Regions from separate parts of the Mus musculus genome. Here region 2 is linked to region 1. The links are chromatin contacts, called in public Hi-C maps. All regions are on one chromosome and are shown on one strand. The core of a region is the stretch at or near the end of the contact, and the rest is flanking DNA. Distances in the headings are between cores, read along the strand shown. Region 1 overlaps Galnt3 (polypeptide N-acetylgalactosaminyltransferase 3). Region 2 holds the start of Galnt3 (polypeptide N-acetylgalactosaminyltransferase 3).

The links. Hi-C and Micro-C count contacts between places; a contact is called where the count stands out from the background.
Region 2: a contact with region 1 is called in a Hi-C map of the N1E-115 cell line, with 4 times the contacts expected there. The contact joins the promoter of Galnt3 here to the enhancer-like site in region 1. A contact is called at or near these places in 2 of 484 Hi-C or Micro-C datasets (the N1E-115 cell line and nephron progenitors), 4 of 115 datasets of contacts at active chromatin or transcription factors (CD8 T cells, embryonic stem cells and epiblast stem cells) and 3 of 9 other capture datasets (adipose tissue, liver and pancreatic islet).

The regions. Positions count from the first base shown.
Region 1 is chr2:66,084,640-66,092,275 of GRCm38.p6, forward strand. Galnt3 (polypeptide N-acetylgalactosaminyltransferase 3) reads right to left here. Exons shown (of 11, transcript NM_015736.2): 8 at 6,523-6,654; 9 at 6,256-6,357; 10 at 598-750. Among named protein-coding and RNA genes, the nearest start is that of Galnt3, 36 kb to the right of the region's middle. Within about 2 kb of position 2,977, at least 2 of the 459 cell types and tissues checked have an H3K27ac peak or open chromatin away from gene starts, as enhancers often do. A contact at or near this core is called in the N1E-115 cell line, where this site is marked.
Region 2 is chr2:66,119,981-66,127,616 of GRCm38.p6, forward strand. Galnt3 (polypeptide N-acetylgalactosaminyltransferase 3) reads right to left here and starts at 4,813. Exons shown (of 11, transcript NM_015736.2): 1 at 4,544-4,813.

The DNA.
Region 1 (7,636 bases), core at 1,727-4,226:
TGTTACTACTATCACGAAAAACTAGTTTTAGATAAGAATATGATCAAGCCAAATCTTGAACATTTTTAAGAACAGGCAATCTGTTCTATATTCCTTTAATGCTAGATTAATTAAAAATGTACTAAAACAGAGGAAGACATAGTTAGCAATTTTATATGAAAAACACTCTCTTTGGCTCCTTTAAGGAAAACAAACAAACAAATGTGATTTTCAAAATCCATTATAAAAGCAAGCCAACAAACAAATCAAAAGAAAGAAGACCCCTAAAGAATGGGGAGTGGTAGAGGGGCAGACCAGGAGGGGGGTGAAAACTAGACTGTAAAAAAAGATTAAAGATTAAAAAAAAAGTCAAGGATAAACTATTAATTCTTTATAGAAGTTTTTCACCTACAGAAGCCAAGCGTAACTTTATCACTAGTTGTTCCCAACTAATTAATACTTAATCCCTAGATATATTCTCTTATTACATGGGAAGACATGTGTAATAGTGGAGTTGTTAAAGGTGAAGAAGTGCTGATATATAGCATAGTAAAGCAATTAGAGCTCTTCAAAGTTAGCTTGAGAATGGACGAATGAACCAATGAATGAGCCAATCACCTTCCGAATCTCCCATATCTGTTCTCCAGGGGCGATGGTCCTGTGACCTTTATAGACACATGCCTTCAGCTGGACGACACCCTGAGTAGCATGAAGACACAGCTCCTTCTGGATGTTGTGCCGGATTTCACGCTGAGCAGAATACTCGAAGTACTGTGGAAAGGAGAGACTCGTGATTGACAAAGGAATTCTGTGTGCCCAGTTGCAAAATAAAACAAGATCAAATCCAACCAGCTACCCCTACAAAGAAAACTCATGAGTTCTTCAACAAATGCAGTAAAAATATCAGAAATGTAAGCTGAGGCATTAGTTACGACAGGCTCTGTGGAGGTCTTCCATTACCAGCAGTGGCTACTTTCTACAATGTTCTTGTCTTTCCCAAGTAGAAACTGGAAATTACAAGGTAGGGTGGAGGCTAGCAGAAGTGTACTATAGAAACCAGCCTGGAATGTTCTAGTAAGCAGCTCACTGGCTGCTTCTTCTCTCGTCCCCTTATTCATCTCAACCAAAGCATTTCCACAAACGCACAAACTATAATGCATATTCTGAGTCTGTTTTTGCTTCCCCCCTCCCATGCCCCATGACAGGAGTACCAATAACCCCTGCCCACCAAATTACTAAAGCCACCAAATGAATGGGTTGGCAGGTGTAAATACTTTCAGCAAAGACCAACACATGTCCAACACTTGGTACGCCACGGCTCCTCACTATTCTCTCTCGCTCTTCGTGCCCAATGAACAAGCCTCTAAGTTCTGCTGAGTTTCTTCTCTGATGTTATTTCACTCATTCTTACTCTGGCCTCATTTCTCTGACTCAGTTATCTCTTAATTTGCCCTGCAGTGCCAACTTCTGACCTGTGATGCAGCAATTCTGGCAGCTGTTTGTTAGCCCTTTAAAGCTTTAGTTTGGTGTGCTAACAGACCTGCTTACTGTGGCTGTCTCCCTGACAAGCAATGGCAGGACTCATGCTCAGAGCGGCCACTCAGCTGTAGTAGGACCATCCTACTTTACACAAATCTATGTCTACAGAGTCTGCTCTATTGCCAGGCTGCTGCGCTGAATGTCCTGCAACCCCTTCTCTGCTTTGCTAGCTCTTTAAGAGCTACATCAAGAAGTATTTTACCTGTTTCTCTCTCCTCGATTTTCCCCTTTGGTGGAAAACTATAACTCTCAAGGCTTCTACAGGAAAGCAGAGGTAACAGACTATATTACCAGGATTGTAAGTGTAGCCAGTTGGATTCTCTGGGAGCTAAAGCTAAGCACTATATCAACTAACAATACTCATATTCACTGTCATGGCAGGCAATTTACAGACTGAACTATCTTCTTTGTCCCACAGTAACATCCATTATAAATCAAATATTTAATAATGTTGGCAGTCTGAGGATAAAATGAGTTAACAGAACGGATTTTCAATAATGCAATGATTCCTGCTAGCACTAATATTTATTGAGCCCTTATTATGTGCCAGGCAGGCCCTGTGCTACAGTAAACACCCCACAAGCATGAGCAGAATTCTGAGCCTTGAGCCTAAGCGCCTCGGCTGGCTCTCGCACTTAACTTCTCTTCTCCTGCAAGTAAAACACTAATTGATCTTGTAACCTGCTTTTCAGGCAGAAGCATTGTAAAAACAATAACAACAACAACAACAACAACAATAATAAATGGCCTCAGAAGGAGAAAGAAACAACATCCTAACTATAACTAAGTTATAATTTAAATAGATTCACTTTTAGTTTAGCTACAATAAACCTCAAAAACTCAAAGACAATAAGAAGGGCTAGCCAGTATTTTACATCATTATTATTAAAAAGTCACTCAGATGAAACATGGAGGGAGAGGAGAAGAGTTGAAAATATTTTGGGAACAACAACAAGAGCTGAAAATAAGTGAGAGACATGTCACTCAGAACCTGGACACACCCTCTAGAAAAGAATGTGCATAAAGTCTTAGCTGTCGTAAGGCTGCAATGAAGTAGTCGCACTGGACCAGAGTAGTCTCCAATCCAAAAAATAGTTACCATGCATTGTCTTCAGAAATAGTGTTATAAGAGGGTTATATGCCATAAAACACCATTACGTGATCAAAATGGAAGAAAATGAGAAAACGCTCAAGACTTCTGAATTTGAGTTCTCACAGAACTAGAAACTGCAGCATAGTTGAGGGAAATACTTGATTAGAAACAATATGACTCCTCTCTCACCCACCACCTGCCTCGGGCAGGAGAGCCAGCCGAGGGGTTAGAAGAGAGGGAGATCTGGTCCAGACCCTTGTCAGCTGCAGCACTCAAGACAGCAGGCCCCACACCTTGACTGGGCAGCACCGCAGAGCTGACTCTGGTGGCCTGGGTAGAGGTGACCCAGCCCCAAGGGAATGAGAGCAGGAGAGCTGGCCCTGTTCCTTGCTGGTTGCAGCAAGGGGTGAACTAATCAGGACAGTGCTAGAGCAGGAACAATGGGCTGACAACTCAGCTACTACTCAAGCCTCCATCCAGGGCTCTGAGTTGGCTCACCCAATATCTACCCCATCTCTATGAACTGCTGGAGCCAGTGAAAGGGCCAGGCCTGCAGATCCAAAGCTGCAGGACCTCCACGACACAGGGCAAGCACAGGCTATCTGAGAGGAGTCCCACTGAGGATCCAGTGTTGATGATGTGGCAGAAGCCAGAGATCTCAAAACAGGCCAATGACTCATTGCAGCGAACATTTGCAAGTAAAGATGTTTGGACAAAGGGCTATACTGTGGGGACACACTGTGACACACTGCAACTTTCACAGCAAGATTTACTTTTTAATGATTTGCTTTGCTTTTTTTTTAAAAATTTATTTGGCGGGGGGAGGTTGCAAGGGCAGAGGGCAGATACAAAGGGTCAGGGAGATGAGTGGGATTGGGGTGCATGATGGGAAATTCACAAAAAACTAAATGAAAATAAAAGCAATAAAAAGTTAATTTAAAAGAATCTGACTGCTCAAATGTTAGTTGGACAAGGATGACACCAATGGGCAGGCCAAAGTGGACAAGGGTGAAGCCTATGAGGCCTCAACCCTGCAGACTGAGAACTATAGAACTACAGACCTATAGGCAACGGCTATAGACACACACACACACACACACACACACATCACACACACACACATATGTGTGTGTATGTGTGTGTGTGTGTATGTATATATATATATATATATATATATATATATATATATATATATATATATATGCTATAATTAGTGAAACTGAGGCCATCAATTTGAAGGAGAGTGGGGAGGAGTATATGGGAGGGAGGGAAGGAAGGGGAAAAATAAAAAACTAACAAGTAAAAGATATCATCAGTAACTGTGTTAGGATGACAGAAGACAGAGTCATCTGAAAATATAAACCAGACATTATTCTCCTGCTTAAAAACCTCTAGATGGCTTCTGTTTAATTCAGAATTAAATCCATCTTCCTTAACAGGTCTGCAGAGCTCTGTCCAACCAGGTTCCTTATCACAATCTCTGACCTCATTTCCTCCACTCCCTGCCTAGAGTGCTCTGCGCTGGCCACCCCGGCCTTCTGTGTGCTCTGTGAACCTGCTCTACGTGGCTGTTCTCCCCAGCCTGCATTCTGATGCCCACCTCCATCTAAGAGGACAGTGTCCAAAGTCTTCCTTATCTGAATGTAATCTTGAGTCCATCACTCACATTATCTCAGCCCCATCTTCCCTAGAGCCCAAAATACATGCTTTCACTTCTTATGAAAAAAGAATGCTTCTGTGATAGAAGCTCCCCAAAGTCAGTGACTGTCAATTCCTGTCGCAGCACAGGTTGGGTCACAAATACTTTTTAATGAGTTATTTCCCTCCTAAACTTCTTAAAGGTAGCCTATTTCATTGATAATTTTAAAATAATTTATAATTCTTTATGACAGTATCTCCTTGGAAAAGATAAAAAAAAGCACATAAAATGATACACACACTATATTTTAAGGTAGTATCTGCAGTAAATTGTAACAAAAAGAGTAGTAATAATATACTTTAAGATAAATAGAATTCTGAAGAGAGCTTGAGAGAAATGTCTAAGTATTAACAACCATTGGTAATATATTTATAAATGAGGAAATAAGCATATTGTTGTTATAAAACAATATAATTATTTATATAACTATTGTTCTTAGGTAGGAAGGGAAATTAAGATTATATATGCACATACATATATACATACAAATAACATTATACAGACATATATATATATATATATATATATATATATATATATATATATGTGTGTGTGTGTGTGTGTGTGTGTGTGTGTATTCTCTCTTTACCACACACACTAAAAGAGGTATATATGTACATAAATATATATGTATATGTATGACTATAAGCACTCCCATACATTTCAGAATTCCTTGTCAGTGTGATGACCTTTCACCAGCTCTAGCTTGTTACATACTCCATGCTGTCTGATTATTTTATGCAAACAAAGACTGAAACTAGATTAAGCTGGGTTTAATGAATAGGAAGATGGGTAGAAGGAGACTGCCCAGGAGATAAATTGATCCTTTCATCATAATATGGATACTTACAAAGTTCTATCAAAGTGCGCACAAGGTAGTTCAGTGAAAATCCTGCTCCAAAATCTAGGCAACTCCTCACCAGGCAAAGGTTCTGCATGGTGTTCTCTGCATAGCCTTCTTCACACTCTTCTCATCCCAGTCCCATCCCCACCAAGCACCTCTCTGGGTCTTGACTCACCTCTCAATGTACAGACTAAAATGCTATCTTTCTTGGGAAAACCCACGACACCTCATCCAATTCGGATGTGGTTTTATACAGCTATGTAGCACCCTAGATTCCTCACTCCAGCCAGACCTTATGTTACTGACTATAAAGGCTGGTTCTGCAATGCAGGTGTTTCCTAAGGGAGCTGGGAGCCAAGTGGACTGGTACTCAGTGGTCAGTCAGGGAACTTGCCCATTAAAGGTGAAGAAAGTCTAACCCTTCTGTGCATTAACTTGCAAATGCTGAGGTAAAAACAGCTCAAACCAAGATTAGTATTTTCTACATCTTGTAATCCAGGTAGAAACATTTTACATTTGCCCCTAATTGGGAAAATAGTAAAAACAAAGATGTCAGTAATGGGGAGAGGGAGGGGCAAAAAGCATCTGGATGATGTCAGTGATAGGGGGAGGGGAGAAAAGCATCTGGATGATGTCATAATGGGTGGGAGGAAGCATTTGGATGCAGGGTACTGAAGCGATCTCTGCCCCCTAAAGAACTTACAATGCAGCTGTGTCCGCATTAACACTAGATGCAACTTGCTATTAGATTTAATACGGTCTGCACCTGACACCTCACAAAACCTCCATACCAAGAGTCACACAAATAAAAAAAATTACATTAAACACACACACATATGCACACACACTCCAATGATATCATTCTTTTTAAAATTATCTTTTCTATTGATCAAATGGGTAACTTCAGATTATTTTTAGAGTCAAAGTTAAAAGCCATAGTAAAGTACTCTACCCCTTTAATATTACCATGTGTAGCTTAAAGACATCTCCACACCAGTTTCCCTCACCCCAGTTTACCGCAGCTGTTACTTCTGGAAACACACAGCACTAGCTGTGTCTGCCAGCGCTCTGAGGAAACAGACCGTCCCAGGCCGTGCTTACCTGATTTCCCCCGAGGCCGTGGCACGTGTACAGAATCAATGGTTTGCCTCCCTGGTTATTCTCACCAACATCCAGACATAAAGGTTGACCCACACTCTTAATCTAAATGAAAGAGTTAAATCATAAAAAATTAAAACTGAATACTTTCTACTTTCTAATTAATTTTAGGGAAGTGGCACTGATAATGTAAAACTTCAAAGGTAATAAATTAAAAGGTATGGGGGGGGGGAGTTTCTCACAGACAAAGAAGAACATACAAATACTCACATATCCAGATATAACAGGATTAAGGTCTGGCACATACGCTTCCGGGTAAATAGTGTTCAGGTACCAGGTAAAATTTTTACACTGAAGGCGTTTCTTTATTTCAAATCTTTTGGAAAGATCACCAAATGATTTCTAGAAAAAGGCAGGGTGGGGAGGAAGAGAATGCTCAGTCAAAGAGGTTTCAAAGGAAGCTATCACTATCTGTATTTGCTTTTAGTTAGTATCTGTATTTGCATTTAGTTAGTAAGGAAAGTTCTGGATGGACTTCAAATGCCATTCATGTAAGCCACAGGTGTGCTGCCTGCCTGGTCCCTGGTAGTTTAGGAGACTCAAGTCCCACTGCCCTGGGGGCGGGCCAGAGGCTAGAATACACTTTATTCTTGGGAGCTGGGAGCACTCGGCTGGCTGTGGGAGCATTCTGAATTCGTGCCGGCTAAGACCACATGGAATCCATCTCTCTTTGTAGTCAAACTGCAAACGGCACAGTTGGATGTTTTCTAATTTAGATGTTTTAATCTTACCCAAATTCCCACCTGGACGCTGGGTTGAAAAAGGCAATTCCCAGTTAATTGTATTTATTTTCCTTTATTCAAAAGGGCAAGGAAGACGATTAAAAATACACTAAACTGAAAAATATCCCGTTTATAGGGAGCAGATAGAGGGAAAGTGCATTTGATACCTAACCGGATGAGAGCAGAAATACTGGAGCTAACCAGTCCAACCAAGGAAGATACCTTCTATGCCAGTTCTAAGACCCTCAACGCGGGTGTTTTAGCAAAACTGAATGACTCTTAGGGGCACTAGCTCATGTGTCCTGTCATGAGGACAGGTACTGGCTGGCTCACGTCACAGCCCTTCTATGGGTGAGAAGCAGAACAGAAACTTTATTTAGCGCCCACTTTCTGCTCAAGACACGCAGTACAGATTTCACTGACCCGTGTCTTGACTTGTTTGAGTCACCTTTTGTTAAGAGCTCTAACCTGGACCAAACGAATGGGTAAAAGATCTTTCTTCACTCCAGCATTCAATGCGCAGATGCCTGACTGCCCAGAAATGCCTTCTCTAAGTCACAGCTACTTCCTGTAGATGAGTCCTTACCTTAAACTATTAGCTA
Region 2 (7,636 bases), core at 3,563-6,062, 37 kb after region 1:
CTCGAGCCAGAGGGTTTTTTGAAAATTAGGATAGTAGCACGGTTTAAGTACCTAATCCTCTGTGGCCTAGGGCGCTGTTATATAACAAGAATCAGCACTATCCCTGCATCGATACATTTCCCAGTGGTATATAGATGGCAGTTTCCTGACAGCTCAGGTTGATCCCAAATGAACTCTAGTTTTGCTAACAAATGAGTCACACACAATTTTTGTGGGTAAGACATGGTAAAATTTCTAACATCTATAAATAGACTACAGGAAGTGAAACTTTCTCGTTTTTGATTGTGCTATGTATGATAAAGGTCCTGGTTTATACAAGTATAATCCCCAGGTATTATGATAAGTTAAAGATACCCAGCAGGCAATCATATAGATAAGCAAATTAGTTTTCATAGTTTGAAATTCAAGCAAGTAGACAGAAAAGGTTAGAGAATTATGATCCCAATTCAGAGAGTGCTGAAGGAAGGCTCTGTCTAGTTGTCAGTAGTCACTAGTGACCCAGAATTCTACATCTTACTTGCCGCTGCTTTACCATAAATTGATGCATTTTGGTCTCCTGCCACTCCTGGAACTGATTTAACCTCAACGTTGTCACTGACACTACATTCTGTTTAAATGACTCCGATTATATCATACTGACAATCCTGTATTAACCAGGTGCACAGCTGGCTAGGTACCACAAACTCCTCCTTTCTTCTTGATCAGGTTTTAGACGAACAAATGATCTGTTTATTCCAAATGTGCTACAACAACTTGTAAACTGAGAACTAGATGATTTCTGTATTATCCATTTTCGAATTATAAAATACAGTAATATTTTCTGAAGGAGGAAAGGTTCAAGTTAAAAATGTCTTTGAAAATGTTAATTATCCCCAATCAGATTTTCCAAGACTATATCCCTACAAATCACACAAGGATCTAATTTGGGGGGGGGGGGGCATTAAATGTGATATCTCAGCTATGTAGCTTCAGTCAGCCTGGAACTCACTATGTAGACCAGTATCTGCCTCTGCCTCACACCTGCTTGGGTTAAAGGTATATACCAATACTCTCGGCCTTGATCTAATTTACTGATTTATTTCAATATATTTGTATATATTTATAATGTACAGATGTCTTGTCTGCATGTATGTGTGCACCACATGTGTGCAGGCCCAGAGAGGCCAGAAGAGAATGTCAGATCTCCTGTAACTGGATTAAGTCTGTTGTGAGCAGCCATGTGGGTGCTAGGAACTGAAGGTTTTTCTGGAAGAGCAGCCTGTGATCTTCTCTGTCAAGTCATAAATCAGCACTTTAATCTAAATTCTAAATCTAGTATTTTATGGAAATGATTCCTGTAATTTATCTCTTCTACCTGTTTCATAATAAGTCAAAATATTAACAGAATATATATATATATATATTTATAAAATATATTTATATAAGTATACATAAACACACACACACATATATATATACATACACACACACACATATATACATATATACATACATACACACAAATACACATGCATACATACATACATATGAAATTGGGCTATGCATTCCCTACAAATTTTTTTTTCATAATTTCCAACAGAACTAGAACTCAGCCATAAATTTTGAACAAAATTAGCACTGAGGTGTATGTGTGTGTGTGTGACAATTATTTTTCTGTCTCAAACTTTGACTTGATAATTGTTACCATCAATATGCCCTCACAAAAGCATTTCTAGTTTTTTCCCTGTCCATAAATATACTACAGCATAAGAACCCATTTAAAGTACAATAATACAGAATGAGATTTTGTGTAGCCCTGATGTATTAATCTGGTGTCGATATCCTAGAGCCTCCACCAAATGCTTAAGTAGGAGTGCAATATGATTTTATAAAATTTTTATTTGTGTGTGTGACAGTAAGCTTTTAGAACAATGAGCCTTAAAACCATGTGTATTCACAAGAGAGTACCATTTTAGCATTACAGGTACCAGCCATTAGCGGACATGAAATCAATTTGTATAGGAAGGCAAATTAAAAAAAAAAAAAGAGCATCCATATTCTAAGGTTAGATAGATATTGCTTCTGAAAATCACACACACACACAGTCACTAACAATATTGTTTTGTGAAACTCATTTCATTTATACACATACATACTCACCAGCATGTATTGGGTTGAAACAGAATATTTCAAATTAGAGGATTGTGGGTTTAAAAAAATGTTTTTACAGCACTGGTCTTAAGGAAGTGTACTTGAAACCAAATGTCTAGATTATTTCAAGTGGATAGGAGACATTGGGTCTATGCCTTATAAAATATGGTTGAAGCCAATATAATAAAAGATCAGAACTGACTAATGTCATCCAAACTGGCTCGAAAAAAAAACAACTGTGTCTCAGAAATACCAAAAAGGGATTAAAAATCTCAGTCCATATGGCACCGCCAATATACACGTGAAACCTCAGCCAGGGGAAAGCAAGTCTGCCCGAGTCTACTCAGAGCAAGGTGGAAATGGGAGGAGAGGAGAGCTGGCCCCAGAACAATGGACTCTCCTATAATTACAAAGCCCTTACAAACTCCGTGAAAGAAGAAGATAGGCATCTTATGATAAGTGGGCAGGAGAGTGGTGAGATAGTACGATCTGGGAGCCCGCAGTCAAGCCACCAGAATAATGCTATCTCTAGCACCTGCAGGGTGCACTACAGTTAGAACACCCTTCTGGGCTTCAGCTATTCAATCAGGATGGACTGACTGGATGGCCAAGGCAGGAAGGGGAGTCCAAGAATGTTAGCACTCGAAGATACTCTACGGTTCTTAAGTCTTCATGATGGTGCTATAGAAAAACACTCCCCACCCACCCCCAATCCCATCCTTTACAGATAGAAACCAATGTCCCTTTGTTATTACAACTAACAGGAACATATTACTTTTGCCCCCTTCATGGTCTGATAATGCTTGCCCAGTAGTTAGAGAGTCAAAATTTAGGGGGTACTATCTGCTCAATGTTCAAATAGCACTTAGCACGTCAGTTTCTCAGGATGGAGACATGACTAAGAAGGTGGGTGAGGCTCTTGAAAACCCTTGGTTGAATTAACAATTATGTGTTGTTATAGTGTGTGGGGGGGTGGGGGTGGGGTTCTTTCTTCTTTTTAAAAAATTTTAATTACACCTCATTAAGAAACATGTAATGGCTAAGTATTTTACAATCTAAATATATATTTAGAAATATTTTTTTAAAAAATATATAGAAAGAAAGCATGTACAACCTAAATATATGTTTTTAAAACTTGGTAAAGGCAGAACTAAACACACCTAGAGAGTGGAACTTATTAATAAAATTTTCTATGAAAAAAAAATGTTGGTTAAAACAGTGTATAAGAAATGCTTGGTATGAATACACTGCCCAGAATGTTTCAACTAACATGCATGTTAGGTTTCAGTTGATGTTAAAGGTTAAAAAGAAATAATTATAGGGTGTGGTTTTGAACTCATATGTCTAAGTAACAAACTCAAAGTTAGATGATAAAAGTGGAATTTCTCACAACCAGAAACTCTCAAATTCAAATGTAACTTTCTGAATTTTTACAAAAGTATTTGAGTTCAGATGTACCTTAGGTAGTGTAACTTCAATATCAAGCCATAACTTAGAAACATTTTCTTAAAAAGAAAAAAAAATCAGAAAGGGGAGGAAGGTAACTTGATGGAGTTCCCAAAACAGAAGGAAGGAATTAAGTATTAAGTCTATGCTAAGAGTAGTTTCAACCTTAATTCATAGGCTTTCGAAAATCCTAATTAGGTAGACAGGAATTTGGGCTTGGCACTTCCAGGTTCAGACGTGGCAGGATGCTGAAACAAAGTTGGTTTTTTTTTTTTTTTTTTTTTTTTTGAACCTTTGAGTCATATGCCACAGGCACACCAGATCCGAGATACATTGGTCCTTAAGTCAACAGGTCCTCTAAGAGGAGGCAGCTGGTGAACCACAGTTCCATTTCCTCCTGCCACAAAGACCTGGACTCTGCCACCTTCAACCGGAAAGTGGGCGCAGCTCTGGCTCGGGGAGGGCACCCGGAAAAGTGCAGTGCGCGGGATGCCCAGGTCCCGACCACCGAGCGCCTTCCAAACCAGTCGGCAAGCTTCGTGATGGCTCTGGCTGCCGCCGTTTTCCAATCTAGGACTGTCTGGGCTTAGCGGGGAAAGTTGCCCGGCACAACCACAGCCCTCCCCGTAGCGGGTTTGGCCCACTCGGTACCCGGGAGTGGGCAGGCAACCTGCTAGCCCAAGTTGGCAAGCCTTGAGCAGCGCCTCCGCCAGAGACCCGCCCTCCCGAGGACTATCAGGGGGCCCAGGGGTACCAGGGGGACTTTCTGCCCCGGTGAGGCTCTGGGGCTGCCGAGGGGACCCGGCGACAGGAGTGATCGGTATCCCCGCCGGCCTCTCCCGAGGGGGAGCAACTGAAACCCGCTCTCGAGACCGCGTCCAACCGGCCGCGGGCAGCTCCGGGGCCGTCCCGCACGCTGTCCCCTTGCTGGGACTGCGGGAGCCCGGTCGGCTGGACGCCGGCTTACCTGGCAGGTGGGCAGGGCAGGCGGCGGGAAGCGGCGGCCGGCCGGGGCTCTGTCCGCGGGGGTCCAGAGCCAAGTGCAGGTGGCGACGCCGGCGACTCGGGTGGCCGTGGCTCTCGTGGCCGCTCGGCTCAACTCCTCCTCCGCCGCCGCTTCCTGCCTTCCCGCCGGGCCTCCCGCGTTGCCAAGCGAGGCCACGCCGAGGCTCCTCTTCCTCTGCGAGTCTCCCAGGTGAGCTCCCGCCGGCGACGTCGGCAGGGGCGAGGCCGGATCCCGCGCCTGCGCGCCAGCCCCGCGCCCCGCCCCGGTCCTACCTGAGCGCTCCAGGTGAGCCGCGGGCCGGCCGGGCGCGCGCCAAGCAAACTCCTCCGCCGCCCGCGCGCTGCCCGCCCGCCAGCCCTCCGCAGTGCCGAGCCTGCGCTGCCCCGCGCCGCGGCCACCTGGTACCCAGAGCCCACTGGCAGGGACGCTGAGAAATCTGAGCCGCACTTCCCCCTACCCCTAACCCCACGCGGTTCCTCTTCCTCTCCGGGTGGTCCAAACCCAGGGGTGCGGCGTTCCCCGGGACCCCTGGGAGACCGTGCTGCTTTCCTCCCGAGGCTCAGCAGCTTTGTCACCAGTTAGGTTGGTGAGCTTCCTTCCCCTGTAGCCTTGATTTCATCACTCCTCTCACTTGAGCGCAGCGAGTGGTTTCCGTTTCTGGCCGCCGGCGCTAGGGTAGGGAAGCCTCAGGTCCCAAGGAGGCGACTCCCTTTTTCAAAGTAGAGCTTCTGGTATTTTGGTCAAGTTTCAGTTGATTTGGGGTCCACCGTCACCCCTTCCTGGGTTGCTATCTATTGCAAGACCAACCAATCAATATCCACAGGAGAGGGATAGCAGCGCCCTCGGGGAGAACCCCTCTGCCAGGGTTTGGGCAGAGTTTGTGGTTTCCTGGAAAGGAATTGTTTTCACTGAAGAGTAGATTAAAAGCCAACATCTGTTCTGCAAGGTGAGAACCTACACTCTTAAACATGTTAGGCTTTGCCAGTGTGTTTGAGACACTTACACCGTGCCCCCCCACCCCTTCCACTATGCCTTCTGTTCTGGAGACGTTGACACTCAAAACCAGGACTTCAAATTGCTTTTACACATTTCTATGAACTTTTTATTTGACTATTCTCAAAAGTATTCAGGGAAGTGGAAAAACAGCTAAAGACTCTGGGCGACCTGTTTGATTCCGCAGTGATGAGTTTTCCTATAAAGAATGATGGAAGCCTTCCTCCCACATTTTGACACTCACGGTGTTTATTTCCTAACTTATGAGTTTTATATGTGAACTGGAACTAAGTTTTAAAATCTTAGTACATTATCAACAGGTGTTAGTTTTACTTGGCTTATGTGCAACATTTGTTGTAGTATAGTTTCACTTCATATAGCTTCATATAGTTCGGCAACTTAGGTAACTTTTTTTTTTCTTTTGCTTATTTCCAATTGTTTTGTAGGCATCCAGGAACTTTTGTATGACATTTTAGCATTATCATTTAAAAGTTCCTTCTTCCTCTTTCCCCTGAAAATAAAGATTTAAGAGGCACGTGTATATTGTGTATATTACCATAATAACTATCTACTGTGTATCTGTGGGCCGAAAACTAAAAACATTAATTTCCAAAACTCATTTTAATTTTTTGGTTCTGCAACGTCTTTTTGCTGCTTGTGTTTAAATGGAGAGAGATTAGTGCTCATCTTTGGGGGGATTTGGAGGAAATGTTAAGTGTATAAACCACAACATCCCTCTTCCCTTCCTGTGCACTGCCCACCCTAAAGGATGCGTGGAGCCGAAGATGGTCAGTTCTTACTCCTCACCGGGAGGCTAACAGTGACGGTTTCCACTGACAGGAGCAGGGTCAGAACAGGACGGCAGTATAGGATCGCAGGTGGAGGTGCACTGATGACTAGTCATAGCAGAAAACAACTGGGAAGGGCAGCTAGGGAAGGCTTACCAAAAGAGAATGAGAGAAAATAGGCCCCAAGTTGCAAGATGAGTGGCCAGAAAAGATAAGAAAGGTGTTTCGAGGTTATAGAAAAAATTCACTGCTCGGCTTATGATGACAGAGATGGCAGCCAAGCCCTCAGTGTTTCTGAATTAGCATATTTGTTCCACTTCATACGGTATCTGAACTGTTATTTCACATCATTCTGAAAGCAAGGTCTTAAAAATTAATTAAAAGTGTTTCTGCTTCATATTAAATTTAAAATGCTACAGGCCAAGAGAAACTATTATTGTACTGAAATGTTTAATATCCTAAGTCTAGTCAGATATAAGAATCTTGGAAGTACCATTCTACTCAAATTACGAAATGAATCATTTATTTCACAGGAGTGAAATTAACATCTCCTCACAAAGTGGAAATTCAGGAGGCTTGGTGCATGCATGTGTCTCTGAGACAAGCCTGTTTAATAGTACATATTTGGAAAAGTTAGGCAACAGGGCAGACTTCACACAGGAAAGAACTGCCACAAACACCTCTTCTCTCCCCAACACATACATGTATGTTCGAACACTAGTTTGTGACTAGTTAGAAGCTGCTAAGTTATGTAGACTTTAGATCCTCACTGGTTAATCATTTCGGTTAATGTCTAAACAAGCACCAAGATCATCCCCTGATATGTGGTAGCTTCTCGGGAAATATGTGCGAACTGAATAAGTCTGTCAAGTGCCATGAGATGGAACAAAACAAGCCATCAATAACACCCCAGTGTGTAAGGAAGGCATCCTGACCACAACATAGATGCTAAGAGTGACTGGCTTCAGATCATATAGAGAAATAATCTAAGGAAGAAAAAAATAGTGGGTTGGTAATCTAAAGGATATGGTTTGAAAAGCAACCAACTCTCAGAGGCCTTTCTTTTATCAGACACGATGTAAAGCGCCTTCCCTCCCAAGGGACACATCCCTTTCTTAAGAGTATCATGTGAGTCCATACAAAATTCTTTTACAGTCAAATTCATTTAAGTGGCATACGGTGGAGAATCATCATGGAAAAAATATATAATGAACAGGAAGAAATAATTGAAACAACTTACATAAAATTAAATTAGTAAAAAATGAATTCTAAA